Regions from separate parts of the Mus musculus genome. Here region 2 is linked to region 1. The links are chromatin contacts, called in public Hi-C maps. All regions are on one chromosome and are shown on one strand. The core of a region is the stretch at or near the end of the contact, and the rest is flanking DNA. Distances in the headings are between cores, read along the strand shown. Region 1 overlaps Myo5a (myosin VA). Region 2 overlaps Myo5c (myosin VC).

Region 1 (7,110 bases), core at 4,314-6,813:
CATACTGCACTGATGTTTGTAGCGGAGCTGTAGGGTAAGTGGAGACAGGCATGTGACTGAGGTGATTTACCTCAGGTGCAGGAATGCAAATCATCGCCTGTATTCTAATCAAAAGAAGAGTGGAATTTACATATATTAATCACTACTGTGTCTGAAATTCTAAGCAAAAAATAGAGAAACTCAGTCTTTGCAGTAAGTACGCATCCCTTTAAACATGAAGCTAAAAATTAGAAACTATAACATATATTTGAAAAATCTAAAATAACTTAATAACATTTACATAGGAAGCCTAGCTATTCCTTTTCCACTGCGGCTCTCAGCTACTGCCTCTGCCTCCACTGGGCCCAGGCCTGGAGTGGTCTGGGTGAGGAGGCAGCTGCATGGTTGTCTTAGCATCTGCTTCATATTCCCATCTACACCAAGTTAGAAAGGAGTGGGGCTAAACTGAAAAAACAAACATAAAACTAAAACAAAAACCACATTAAATCTTAAAAATCATTACTAAAAAGGAATCCTTATTTCTCTCAAAGGAGAAAAACATTATCATAGAAGAATTACATTTAATTAATAGCTAGTAATTATAAGTACTTCATAGTGAGATACAAGAAAAATAGTTTTTAATCAACCATTTCATGAATCTCAAATTCATCAAGACTAGATTAGAGATTTTTCTATATGTACTGTGTAGACCCAGGGAACTGTTAGAAATGCAAATGATAATGGGATTTAGCTCAGTGGTACAATATTTGCCTAGCATATGCAAAACCCTGGGTCCTATCTACAGAATAATAATAAAAAAAAGTATAGGGAAGAAGGTTGTTAAATTATTGGGCCCATCCCAGGCCAACAAAATTTACTTTGTTGTGATAAGTATCTGTGGAATCCAAAAGAAGATGCTGGATCTCTTGGAACTTGAAAGGTGGTTATGATATGCCATGTGGGTGCTGGGAATCAAACCTAGGTCATCTAGCTCTAAAGATTTATTTCATTATGTGTATGGTCTACATGAGTATATGAGTATATGAGTATATGTAGTGCCCACATAAATCAGAAGAAGGCATTGGATCTCCTGGAGCTGGAATTGCAATTGCAAGCCATCCAGTGTGGATGCTGGGAATCGAACTCAAGTCCTCTGCAAGCAAGAACTCTAAAACATTTCTCCAGCCACATAAGCAAATTCTGTATTTTCTACTTCTTTATAGCTTAGGTCCACTTTTATTCAGACTTACCCATTCTTTAGTGCCTGATTCAAATCTCACACCTCATAAAATTATTCTTCCTTCTCATAATGGTTCTACTTCCTCTGCATTGTATTTGGGCATGCTTATTATTTTAAGATGTTCAGCTATATGTATGCATGTGTGTGTCTCTGCAAGGATATTGATGTGAAAGTATAAGTGGCAGAGAAGGCCAGATGTGTTGGCTCCCTTGGGAGCCAGAGTTACAAGTGGTTGTGGGTCACCATACATGGGTCCTGGAAAGTGAACTCAAGTCCTCTTGAGTCAAGTAGATGCTCTTCTACTGAGCCATTTCTCCAGTCCTTACCCAACATGCGATGTAGACATAATCTAAAGGCTCATCTTCAAAATGCATTGTCTTTAAAAATAAAAATAGACTTTCCTCCTTAATTATATCTGTTGTTTTCCATAACTAAGTACTAAAAACATTTTTGTTGATAATGATCAAACTATCTGAAGGACTGTACCTCAAGTTCAAGTCTAGCCTTTATAATAACTGTCCGGTGTTGGCTATCAGCATCCAATTCCTTCTATCACACTAAACACGGAGAATGACCTTATGTCATTCCTACTTAACTATCTGTCTACTTATGTTTCCCTACTTAACTATCTGTCAAATAATCCAGGTTATGCTGTTTAACACAGAAGTTTGCAGGGCCTTTCTGCTCAGAATGACAAGACCTTTCCAGAAACAGTTAAGTGAAAACCATTCTCACCAATATTAGTTTCTCTAATACATTCTTGCACGTTTGCTTTCTATCTCCCAGCACATCTTTTTGCTTCATTAGGACCCGGTACCGGCTGAAAAACTCTTGGTAAGTCCACCTAGAAAAGAATCCCATATGAGCTTATTATTCAAGAACTGCTTGCAGAAGGCTCAGTTCCATTGGAAGCCTGGGCTCACCGTGAGGGAAACCCTGCTGCGCTGATCCGGATGGTCTCCAGGACACCACATGCTCTTAGCTGCTGCACTGCCCTCTTCTCATCAAATCTGCATGAAGAAACAAAAACTGTTAGGTCACAAAAGACCCAGGCCATCAAGGGTTAAATTATTTTATCAAGAGCCAAGTAGATAAACTAGAAAACAAAGCATTCAAAAGCTGGAACAGTGATCAAAATGGAAAACTCCATAAAATAGCAGCAAAGAGATAATTAGCAGTAGAAATAAAGAGCTGGGGATAGCCCTTCCAGTTGACACACTACAGTCTTACCAGGAAGTCCACTGAACATCCTTAAAATAAAGAAGACAGGGTTGCCCAGCACTGTGCCCATCCTGTAATGAGTGTGTATTTATAGCTTAGCCTGACTGAAAATGCTCAGATACCATCAGCTGAGCACATGGTCCTCCCCTGGGATAAAGGTCATTGAACATGAAAGGACAAATTAAACACACCCCATTCAGTTATTTAAAAACAAAACAAAAAAACCTAACAACCTTGTTGCTCTATAAGCTACTTACTGTGTACATATGAAGCACTGTAGCATTCAAAGCAATGAAAAATATTTATTTTGTATTACATTTCACATTTATTTCATCATAAAGATGGTGGTTTGAGTGAGGATGACCCCCATCTGCTCATATATTTGAATGCTTGGTCCCCAGATAATGGAAATGCTTAGAAAGGATTAGGAGGATTGAAAATATGTCACTGGGGTTTCAAAAGCCCTTTCCATTCCCAGTTAGCTTTCTCTGTTTCTTTCTGCACTTTGCTTGTTCATCAGCATGTCAGCTCTCAGCACTGGTGCAGCATCATGCCAGCTTGTCTCATGCCATGGTCTTCACTATGATGGTCCTGGACTCTAATACTCTGTAACCATGAGCCCTAAATTAGTTTCTTTTATAAATTGCCTTGGTCATGGCATTTTTGTTATATCAAACAGAAAATGAACTAAGACACTTTTAAAAAAAAAGGCATGTTAATGTTAAATGACATCAAAGAAGTATCAGAAAGTTCTTCTAGCCAGGTGACTACTCCTGTTGGTAGTAAGCTCTGAGTACAATTAAGCTCTGCGTGTCTGTCCAAGCCCATTCCTATAACTGTCTTCTCAGGTCTCAGATTGCTGGTAGGAGACAGGGCTTGCTAATACAACTTCACAGTCAGATGGCAACTTCTTCCTGCTCCCACTTCCTCCAAGGGAAAGGATCTAAGTGATGATGAGGAATATGGCAGTCTTTCAGAACTAACCTGAAATATAAGGCAGAATCTGCACAGGAGGACCAGCAAGACCATAGTCACTCATACACTGTAGAGTAGAAGCTGCAGTCTTCAGTATAGATGGGTAGTCTATTTTTTGTCTACTTATTTGTTTATATTTTATTATGTATAAATGGATGTTTGCCTGCATGTATATCTACACAATGTCAGAGGCCAGAAGAAGGTATCAAGTGACGTGAAACTAGAGTGACAGATGACTGTGAGCTGTCATCAGGGTGTGGGGAAATAAACCAGGTACCATGAAAGAGAAGCCAGTGCTCTTAAGAGCTAAGCTATCTCTATAGCCTTATGCCTGGTCTTTTAAAAATATATTTAAAAATTCTTATTTGGCACATGGTATGTGTGGTTACTTATGGGATAAAATATGATATTTCATTTCATATGCATAATAATCAAATCATATGCTTGATCTTTGGACCCACAAATCCCTCTAGAATCATGTTATCTTAAGGATGTACAGAAATATTTGGCAAATATTTGTTAAAAATTGTTATTATGGGACATAGGAATGGTTTGAGAAAGGGCAGCTGGGAGGGACTGGAAGGAGGAAAGGGATGTAACTGTAATTTAATTGAAGCATATTTTAACTGCTGTAACAACCTAAATAATTTATCCATAGTGAATGATTTAAATAGATTGTGGACTATATATACCATAAGATACTCTGCAGCCATTCAATAAATAATGTAGGTCTTTAAATACTAATCTAGGATCTGTCCACAGTCAATGATGTTAAGAGCAGAAATGAAGTAGCAATTATAGCTTGTGACATTACCTTGTTACTGTCTGTCTGTCTGTCTCTCTCTTTCACTTTCACACACACACACACACACACACACACACACACACACACACACACACACACACACAGAGTAAATGCTAATAGTCTGGTACCTATGCCAATTCACACTGCTTAAATCCTAGCATTAGCTCCTGAAGACCATCCCAACAGCATATATGGAGTACTCTTAAACTTAGAGAAATATTTATATTTTGAAATCATCTCCAGGGATCCATTTTCACCTCTGACTTAGTATCTGAAGTAGAATGAGATTTTGGTAAACATTCTCTGGCTTCAACAGATAAAAAGAATCAGGTAAGCCTTGGCCAGAGAAGCCTTTAGTCCAAGAAGCTCTGCTTTTAACTGATGTCCAAATTAACAAAAGGCCAGAAAGATCTCCAACAGAGATGGAGTCAAAACAGAAAACCAGAACCAAAGACATGCCATTGGCCTCAAATTTTCAAATCCTTAGAAAGCCAACTGCTAATTTGTTTTCTTGTTGTCAAAAAACTAGAAATTTTTGGAAATAGATTCCCTCTACAAGACATGAAGATCTTCCCCAAAAGTCTTTCTCCTTATTTCACTTTGACTTACGTGAATGGAAACTTGAAATCATTAGGCTTAATACAGCGTACATAGTGAGGAGTAGTGGCATTAAGGGTTTCCATAAGCAGGTGAAGGGAGTTTCGAAACTGCATGAAAAGGGTTAAAAAAATTAGTTTTGTTAGAGATCAAAGACAATTTAAAATTCTCCTTTAACATATTGAAGATGACATAAATTTAAAGTTATCTTCACAGGGGAGTGGTTCATAAACAAGAATTCTAGGGGTGTCATTTACATTTGCCTAAACCCACACGTTTATCCTGCTGAGTATGTATGTACTCCTTTCTCTGTTGCTTCTTGTTGCAAGTTCCATTATATGTGACTTACAATTTTGTTGCTAGGGCCATTTAATTATTAAGGTATGAACCCTTACTACACAATACTAAAAAAAGCTGTAGATTTCTTAGTATTATATAAACAATGAGCAGAGAACAGGCTGAAGGGACCACCATTATGGACATGGGTCAAGACAGGAGGCTGTGGATCCACATCAGGCCCTGTTCCTATCTGGCACAAGGCCTCAAGGAATAATGCACTTTGCTGACTAGTGTACGGCTCCCTTCCAAAGCCACACCCATGTTCAGGCACCAAGCTTGTGTGGAATGTTTCCCATTCCCCACAGGGAAAAATACATCTAAGGAAGGAGAGGGTATTTTCTTGTACTGAGGAAGCTGACAGATGCTCTGTATAAATATAGAAATGAAACAAGAACAAAACAAAGACGCGATATGTATTAGAGGAACTGAGACACGGTGAAATTTATTTTGGGACGGGTTGGTGTATGGTTGAGTCTGGGGTGGGTAAAGTCTAAGTGTTTGTACAGCAGAAACTCTGGCCTGTCTTCACGTGAAGATCCTGTCCTCTAGGCTGAAGAGGGAAGGCCTGAGGCTTTGTGGAAGCTGAGGAGAAGAAGTCTGGCAGTGGCAGCCCCTGAGCTCACCTGATGTCCCACTGTCTTCTTGTGCTCTTTGGCAGTCTGGCCAGGTCGGCCCTTGGTGGGCTTTACAGGAACTCGAGTGAGAGGAGTGCGCCCTGAGGAGGTGGCAGAGGTGGGACTGATGGCCTTCTCATCATCTTGAAATAGCTCTGGTAGCATCTTAAACTGAGTCACAAACAGTACAAGAAAGTTATACTCTAGACCCAGGAGTTGAGGCAACATAGCTATACTCCCTTCGTTGAGGAGATAGAGATAGGAGGATCATGAATTCCAAGCCAGACTTAGCAATAGAGTGACTTCAAGACTTCCAATGGAGACGCTCACCCCAAAACCAAACCAAAACAACAAAAAACGTTATACTCTAAACACCAACTGGAAGGTAAGCCTTTGTAGAAGACACATTATAGATGCTTCTAGTAAGCAATTATTCCTGTATGGTGAAAAAATATTTGGGGTGGAACAAACTTAAAACGAGTATATATACTGACTTGAAAATCTATCTAATCCAAAAGAATGTGAATAAAGCATATAACTGATTTTGAACCATAATTATTTTATGAGAAAATATTAATTGAAAGACTGAGTTTATCACCTCAGTTCTACAATTGGTTTTATGCAGCAGAAGCAAAGGACCAGTCCAGGTCTCCAGGTATCTGCAGTAGTAAGCAACTCAGAAACACCCGAGAGTCTCAGCAGGAAGGCGTTATGAATAAGCTTTCAATGTTAGAAGGTAAAAGTTAATGATGAATTAATAATTCTAAGAAAATAATTTAGATTGTATAGAATAGGAGAAAACTCTGTGATTATATTATATGTATTTATATTTGATTTTGAAATTTAGAACATTAGTGCAATTACCATAATCATGTTTTTTAAGATGTGGTCTTCTTATGTTACCATAGGAACATAGATCTGTAGATCAGGATGATCTCAAACTCAGAGATCTGCCTGCCTCTCTCTCACAAGCAGTGAGATTAAAGGCATTAATCTTCACTAAGTGAATGGATACTAGTCAATATAGTGGGATGAACATTCCTGAAACAAAAGAGACCTAAACTAGTCTACAGCAACGTTTTGCTATATGGATTCATCTTTCTAACACTGTTATATTCCATATAAAAATTAGTCATTTGTGCACACTTGTAATTATTTACTAATCTCAGATTAGTAAATAATTTCCTATGAGACCACTTTTACTGAAAAACAAAGTCATATGGCTTCATATTCTATAAATGTATGGGCTGGAATACAGTTTAGTATCAGAGAGCTCTTTTGTCAAACATAAGGTCACGGATTAAATCCTCAGCACCACAAAAGAGAACAACTAAACAAAC
Region 2 (7,740 bases), core at 5,061-7,560, 94 kb before region 1:
GACATCAAAAATAAAAATTTTCCTTCACTTTGTACTTTGGACCTCAAAGCTCCCAGCTGCAGTTTTATCTGTGTTAAAGGATGCTAACTTTTCATAGCAGCCATTGTCATGTCCAGGTTAAGCTGAGCTCAGTTCCCTCAGAAGGTACAATACATGTTAGGACCCAGATTAACACAGAGGCCAGAGTGCTAGGAAGTGATTCACCCTGGGCCACAAAGATCTGCCACTTAGAGGGGAGCTATGAATTCATGCACCATTTTAATAACCGCTACGCAAGAGTATCATTTTCCAACTAGAAAATTTAATGGACTCTGAGAAGTTTTTAAAGGTGTAAACACTTTTATCATATAATAGGCTGCTTAGCTGCAAGACCCAAGTTCTTCATTACAGTGGTCTCAAACTCTGTGGATCTGAATTCCCTTTCCCATCCTAATACTCACGCACACACTCACACGAGCGCGCGCTCACACACACACACACACACACACACACACACACACACGAACACACGTACACTCATGTACACATGCGTGCACACAAGTGCACACATTATTTCTCTCACAGTAATCACCCTGACTTCTTTGCCTCCTTCACTAGTAAAATGACGTCCCAGAAGGCCTTCCATCACACAGTGCCTGGCAAGTAATTATTTGTTAGGTAAAAGTATAAACAAGTGGCTCTGTAGTTAACAGGGCGTACTGTTCATGCAGAGGGACAGAGTTCAGTTCCCAGTACCCATGTTGAGTGGCTCACAGTTGCCTGTAACTCCAGTGCCAGGAATAGGATACCCTCTGCTGGACTCTATGGGTACTACACCCACATAGGCACAAATGGACGTGTACACACATACATACACATATCTATAAAAATAAATCATTAAAAAAAAATGAAGAAATATATTCCTAAGCTAAGAAGTCCACCGTTTTTAAAGGCAAGTTCTGGAAGATACAGCAAACACTCCCCACCTCAATGTAAGATTTTTAAGCCAGGCTATTCTATTATTTTCCAATTTTATTCAATTTTTTACTGGTTACTCAAATTATTTCTTGGGATAAGATAAGGTAAATAATTTACTAGCCTAATCCAGTCCTGTATTAGTATTTTCAAACTGTTGCTAGGTTTTCTTGCGAGCCATGAGTAATCAGTTAAAATCTATATTAAACAGTCACTCCCTTCAGTATCTCCCCTCAACATCTGGAACAGGTATTGGAACAGCTGGCTCTCTACCTGGGTGAAAAGTTGATGGACTGTCCCTCCCTCCATGTGAAGGCCCAGTCCCCTCCCTCCATGTGGGGAAGAGCCCCTAACTGACGGAAAGCATCAAGTCTTTGCTGGGATAATCTTCCCAGTGTCCTGTGGAGAAGCCAGTGCAGTCCTAAGAGCCTGGCAGGAACAGGGACAGGAGAGGGGGGTTTCTGACAACTAGAAAGCCACCTGGTATCACCTCCATGCCAGCTTCCACCCTGCCTTCAGCAAGCACCTTCAACAGGAGCTGGACCCCGGATCAGAAAAGCAGGACAGGGCAGAGAGAAAGATGAAACCAAACTCCAAAGTGGCCCAAGCTTTGCGCTGTTTGAAGAAGGGGTGGGACAATTAAAGAAGGGGTGGGGCGACCCAAGCCCTTATCTCTCAGGAAAGGACAGGAACACAGGTGTGTGAGGGCAGGAGACAGCAGGCCAGGCAGACTGGGAGGACGCCAAGCAGCCATAACTGGCACTGCCCCTGGGGAACAGGAGGGTATGACAGGGCTCAGTACCTCAGGGACCTGTAGGGGACTGACATGGCTCACATCCCCCTGCCAAGGGACCTGCTGTGAACAGCTTAATTCTTCCAAGCTTTGGTTGTTACCTAACATGGGGGTGCTTCCAGGTGGCTTGAAGACCAAGAAGCCACTTACCACAGGACCTGTCTGTCACACAATGGAGTTTGGCAGCCATTATTAGTTAGCATTTATTGTATACGTGTGCTGCTGTATGTGGCCATACACGTACGCACATGGAAGGCAGGGGTCGATGTTGGGTATCTCTCACTATTATTCTCAGCCTAACGCTTTGAGACAGGGTCTTTAGTTGAACTTAGAGCCCATCAGGTCAGCTATGCTGGCCATCCTCTGCCTCCCCTGTGCCCTGCCTGGCTTTTTACATGAATGACGGGATCCAAACTTAAATGTTTATATAGCAGGCATTTTGCTGGCTAAGAAATCTCCCTAGTCCCAGTTTGTCATTTATTCAACGCACACTCTACAGAAAGGACACCATGACCCAGGAGCTATATTTAACATCTCTCCATTCAGCAAAGAAAAATAAAATCATCTTCAAAACAAGCAAGACAAGTGGAAGGGTGCAACTTAAAAACAACAGGGCGTTTGACATTTAAACGAGGAAAGGCAGGCAGGCAGAAGAGAATCTTACCCATAAATGTCCAAAACACCAATAAAAGTGTGCTGCTTGCCTGAGAAGTGCAACGCCTGGTTGATTTGCTCGACAATGAAGTCGAACAGGTGAGCGTAGATCTTTTTGGCCAGCGCATCCCTGGCGTTGATGGCCTGAGGCCTGGTCATGGGCTTTACCACAGTTTCCGAGGAGGTCACAATTTTTCTGTTGCACAGCCACTGAGCCACTTTGCTGGTCTCCAGGCCCAAGAGCTCACAGAACACCTTCAGGTGACTGTCATCCTCCTTCAAGAAACAAACACAAGCCCCATCAGGCATCCAAAGTTAATACCGCCCCATCTGGCCAAGTCTGTCCAAGACTGTGTGAGATATTCAGGCCTTGTGATTGGAACTAAGGCTGGAGTAGAGCAGGAGGCTGTGGTGACACCCTCCCTGCTGCAGTGATGCCTAGAGGCCTGGCTGTGTCTTTTTGAGTCTCTTCACTCTGGCTGTAGAAGCCAGCAGGCCTGCTCCAATCCATCCATACAACCGCACCCCCTCCTCCACACTTCTTTGACTTCTCCAGCCATATGCTGTCAGCATATTGTACACCAACCCTGTGGCCAACTAATGTGGCCATGATTCCCTTAGGTGATCCATCTAAGGAAAGGATTGTTACCAGACAGACCTGGGAGGAGTTCCTAGCCTGAGCTAACTTCTCAGCTGACATCAGAGCTGATGGAGGAGTCTCCTGAATATACAAAATGACGTTTCTCTTCTTGAGTCTGTACATGAGAGATGCCACACTGGTCTGCAGAGGTAGGGGTAGGGGATGCTGTTTGCCTTAGCCAGCATGCACTGCCTCCCGCTCTTGCCACTTGGCTGGGGAGCGTGGTTCCATGTGACTTCGCACCATCCTTCCTCCCAAGACAGGAGGTATCTATCACAAGTGACTGCTCTTTAAATGCTCAGAAAGTGGAGGGAAAAAATGTAACCCCCCATGCGGCCCCACCTCCTCCTTGCTCTTCCCCTCACCCTTCCTGCTGCTGCCACAACGGGCACAGCCCTTCCTTCTGGCCCCGCCTGACACCCTCTCTGGGGAAGGGATTGGCAGAGCCTTTCTGTCTAAGAAAGGACGAAAACACCTAAAGTAAAAAGATTGAGTTGGAGGGGCTTCTATGCTAGGACGGGGATACAAAGAAGCGGCAGCCAGTGGACTTTTAAGAGGAGTGCTTCACCTGAAATTCAGTTTGTCTGACATTCTAAGCTCCCGAAATAAATGAATTGTATGCCTTACCAAAGCCAGGGTCAATAATTATAGGGCTCCATTTTTTCTAAAGTCTTAGCTGGGGTGGAGAGAAGGACTCAGCAGTTAAGAGCACTGGCTGCTCTTCGGGGGGGGGGGGGAATGGAGATCTGAGGATCAGGGCCCACAAAGCAGCCCACCACTCCTGTAATTCCAGTTCCAGGGGCTCTGACACTCTCTACCGGCCTCCTGGTCAGCAGGCATGCAAGGGGTGCACAGGTATATACATAGACAAAGCACTCATGCACATAAAATAAAATTTAATAATTAAAAAAGAGAGTCTTAGAATTCTTTCCTTTCTAAGATTCTGCTGCAATGGCAACCCTGGTGCAACAGTGCTCAGGGTGGCTGGGTGGGAACCATGTTCACTCTATGAGAGTTTGGCAGGAAAAGATCAGAGCTGCAATCACATTATACTCAGCTCTCCCAATATCCCAGTCATCTGAGGACCGGCAAAGTCTGCAAGGCCTGGACACGGGTGGAGGGAGGGGCAGTTTTGAGTTGGAGGAGGGCAAGAAGTAGACCCCAGCCCACCTGGTACCCTGGAGAGCAGGAGAGCTGTGGAGAGGAGTGAGACCCACTGCCTACCCTCAGCCTATGGTAGGTAAACTTCCTACTTTCTCCAGACCCCACCTCCTGTGAGGTCAGGACTTCCTGTTTGGTCTGATGATGTTTCACAGAGCTTACAGCTATCCCTGGCACATGATAGGCTCCATAGATGTTGTTGAATAAAAGAACATATAGCAGAGCCCCCAACACACACGTGTGTGCACATACGCGCGCGCACACGCACACACACACACACTCATGCACACACTCATGCACACACACACTCATGGCACACATGTACTGTGACAAGGGAATAAGACAACCCCTGGAAAGCTTTCTTCCTCGTTCCTGCTAAACCAGTCTGTCTAGCAGGTCCAAGCATGGCTGGTCTCAACCGTGGTGGCCAGTGAGCCATGAGCTGTGCCCCACTGACCTTCACACCCAGGAAGCGCAAAGCGAACATGAATCTTACACTGACTGAAGACCTCTCGTTGCCCACCGTGGTGACCTGCACATTGCCCAGGTGCAGGATGGCAGCTAGGATCTTAAAAACATCCATTTGAAAATCTTTCTTGAATCCTGGAAAGTAAACATTCCCCAAGTCAAGGCATTGCTAGACAGCACCTAGAGGCTTCTAAGACTCTCCAGTTGCAGTGCCAGGAGTTGGGGCAGGGGCGTGAAGCAGGCTTTTCTTGGGACAGGAGTGTGAAGTGAGCTTTTTTGGGATAGGGGTGTGAAGTGAGATTTCATGGAACAGGTGTGTGAAGGGAGCTTGTCACGGGACAAGAGTTTGGAGTGGGCTTTTTGTGGGACAGGGGTGTAAAACTGAGGTTTCATGGCACAGGGGTGTGAAGTGGACTTAGTTCTTCACAGTTCCTCTCCTAGATAAGAATACTGCTGGGCGGGGGGGGGGGGTTGGGGGGGGGTTACAGGGAGTATTTCCTTTTCCTTGGCTGCTGGAAAGCTCAACTAGTATCTGGGGCTGAGGGTGTTGCTCAGTTGGTAGAGTGCTTGCCTGGCATGCAGGGGACCCTGGGCTTGATTCCCAGTATCACACTGACCGGGCATAGTGGAGCATTTCTGTAACTGAGGCATTCAGGAGGTGGGGGCAGGAGAACTAGAAGTTCAAGATCATCCTATGCATCAAGTTTAAGGCCAAACTGGGCTACATAAGACCCCGTCTCAAAGGAAAAGAACAAAACCCAGAACAAAACAATAACAAAGAAAGAACTCCTGTTAAGCACCCATTTTAAGTGAGACTAGGCACTGGTGTATTTTATATACTTCATTTAAAAGATTTCCTTTTCTCTTTGCTCATAAGCTACTAGAATCCTTCTTAAGGTGAGATGACAAAAGGGTTTCATTTGTCTCCCCAGTCCCCACAGGCCAATCACTGTGGATCAAGGCAATGGGCTCTTGTGACCTTGGGTCTCTGCAGGGTCTGATTAAAGGAGAGCCTTGGAAGGAGAGAAAGGGAGGCAGGGTGGGAGAAAAAAGGGACAAGTGGGGGAAGATGACAACAAGAACCACGACAATGAAGACAGTGTGGTAACTATGGCAACGAAGATGCTGGTGACCAATAGGAAGAGCAGGAGAAGCAGGCGGCAGAGGGGAAAGAGGAGGGGGGCGGTGGGGATGAGCAGTAGGCAGAGCAGAGGATGCTCTGAGCATGTCCTCCCCAGCTCCTCTGTGCAGTGTGACCTCAGACAGGGATATCTGTTCCTGGACCAGCACTGAGTTTACCTCAATCTCCTTTCAGGCTCATAGAACAACAAGCAGGAAGAATTCAAGAACAGTTCTCCCACTAGTCCTGGGTCCCTGCTGTCCCTCTTGGCTTGTCTGACCTCCTTCACAATCTCTGTGTGGGTCTGGTCATAAATAAACTCTCCCCCCCCCCTCTCTCCCTAACCCTGTTTTGACTTTGTCACATAATACCGCTGGGATCTTGACTGATGCGTGTGGAACAGAGGGAACTGGCCCATTTCCTGGTGCCGAAAATAAACTAAGCCAGCAGCTAGGAGGGCTGCGCGTCCGGATGCCAGCTGCAAACTGGGCTGTGCTGATCAGGATGCAGCCATGCGTGTTTGCGGCACTCCTGTGAACATGGGGGAGATGCTGGGGCCTCCTCCCACCACTGTCCATCACATGTCCCTCTGGTCCATGCTGGGTGGAGAACAGAATGGAGGCTAGCACCGCCCTTGCTGTCCAGCAAGCCAGCAGGCCCCGAGTGCCAGAGAACAGTAGTTGCCACATAAGCTTTCCATGGAGGAAACCTGGGGTTCTGGGTCACCTGGGAGGCAGAATTCTAAGTCATCTCAATACTATTCAAATTTTCTCTGTCTCAACGATGAAAGATACCAGACCAAAAGTACATAGAGCAGTTCGTATGAAGCTGTTGAATCTGGGAGTTGAGTGACAGCTGAGCCTGGCAAGAAAGCAGGTGGCTGATGTGACAAATGGCAGATAAGTGACTGAGAAAGGCAAAGGAAACCACAGAACCAGGGGCACTCCACTAGCCTTCTGTGATCTTTAACCAAGTCTCTTGACCACCAGGCCTTTCAGAGTCAAAAAACGTGTAGCCTCACTGTTCTGGCTGGTTTTGTGTGTCAACTTGACACAGCTGGAGTTATCACAGAGAAAGGAGCTTCAGTTCGGGAAGTGCCTCCATGAGATCCAGCTGTGGGGCATTTTCTCAGTTGGTGATCAGCAGGGGAGGGCCCATTGTGGGCGGTGCTATCCCTGGCCTGGTAGTCCTGGGTTCTATAAGAGAGCAGGCTGAGCAAGCCAGGGGAAGCAAGCCAGTAAAGAACATCCCTCCATGGCCTCTGCATCAGCTCCTGCTTCCTGACCTGCTTGAGTTCCAGTCCTGACTTCCTTTGGTGATAAATAGCAATGTGGAAGTGTAAGCTGAATAAACCCTTTCCTCTCCAACTTGCTTCTTGGTCGTGATGTTTGTGCAGGAATAGAAACCCTGACTAAGACACTCACCCACACTGTATGTGAACAAATTTTAAACCTCAGCGAGTCACCGTCTGTCCTGAGACACTCTAATACCACGTTGGCTGGAATCAGAAACCAGGGACTGAGTGTGCCAGGTCCCATCCCTGGAGTCTGGGTATGGACTTGTTGGCAGAGACCAAGGGTCACAACAACTGCTAGTGACAGTGATCATTGCAAGACAGAAAGGGCTGCAGAACGGCAGAAACAGGCGACAATCTCTATCTGTGTCTAACATGGCAGTGCCCAGAAAATGGAGGAGAGAGCCACTCACAGGCTCGAGCAGGTCTGCACAGGCTTGGACAGAAGCTGTTTTGTTGGAAACAGCAGATTCCATCCCAGTCACTACCTGAGGCGTCTGACACCTCACACAGCCCAGTAGTGGCTCTCACCATTACTAGCCCTAGGAGATGTTTCTCTGTACACTACTGGGAACTGTGTCTATGACTCTGTGCTTATGTGCCGGGCTGGGTCTGGGTAGAGCCAAGTCAGCGCCTGGGGCCAATCACGATCTTTA

Evidence for each region. A called contact is a pair of places that touch in the nucleus more often than the background predicts.
Region 2: a contact with region 1 is called in a Hi-C map of cerebral cortex, with 2.5 times the contacts expected there. The contact joins two enhancer-like sites. A contact is called at or near these places in 2 of 484 Hi-C or Micro-C datasets (cerebral cortex and embryonic stem cells) and 2 of 9 other capture datasets (adipose tissue and liver).

Annotation. Positions count from the first base shown.
Region 1 is chr9:75,159,249-75,166,358 of GRCm38.p6, reverse strand. It overlaps Myo5a (myosin VA), which reads right to left. Exons shown (of 41, transcript NM_010864.2): 15 at 5,780-5,941; 16 at 4,830-4,927; 17 at 2,143-2,229; 18 at 1,955-2,063. Among named protein-coding and RNA genes, the nearest start is that of Myo5c, 69 kb to the left of the region's middle. Within about 2 kb of position 5,563, at least 60 of the 459 cell types and tissues checked have an H3K27ac peak or open chromatin away from gene starts, as enhancers often do. A contact at or near this core is called in cerebral cortex, where this site is marked.
Region 2 is chr9:75,252,896-75,260,635 of GRCm38.p6, reverse strand. It overlaps Myo5c (myosin VC), which reads right to left. Exons shown (of 41, transcript NM_001081322.1): 9 at 4,699-4,805; 10 at 2,412-2,677. Among named protein-coding and RNA genes, the nearest start is that of Gm33750, 19 kb to the right of the region's middle. Within about 2 kb of position 6,310, at least 128 of the 459 cell types and tissues checked have an H3K27ac peak or open chromatin away from gene starts, as enhancers often do. A contact at or near this core is called in cerebral cortex, where this site is marked.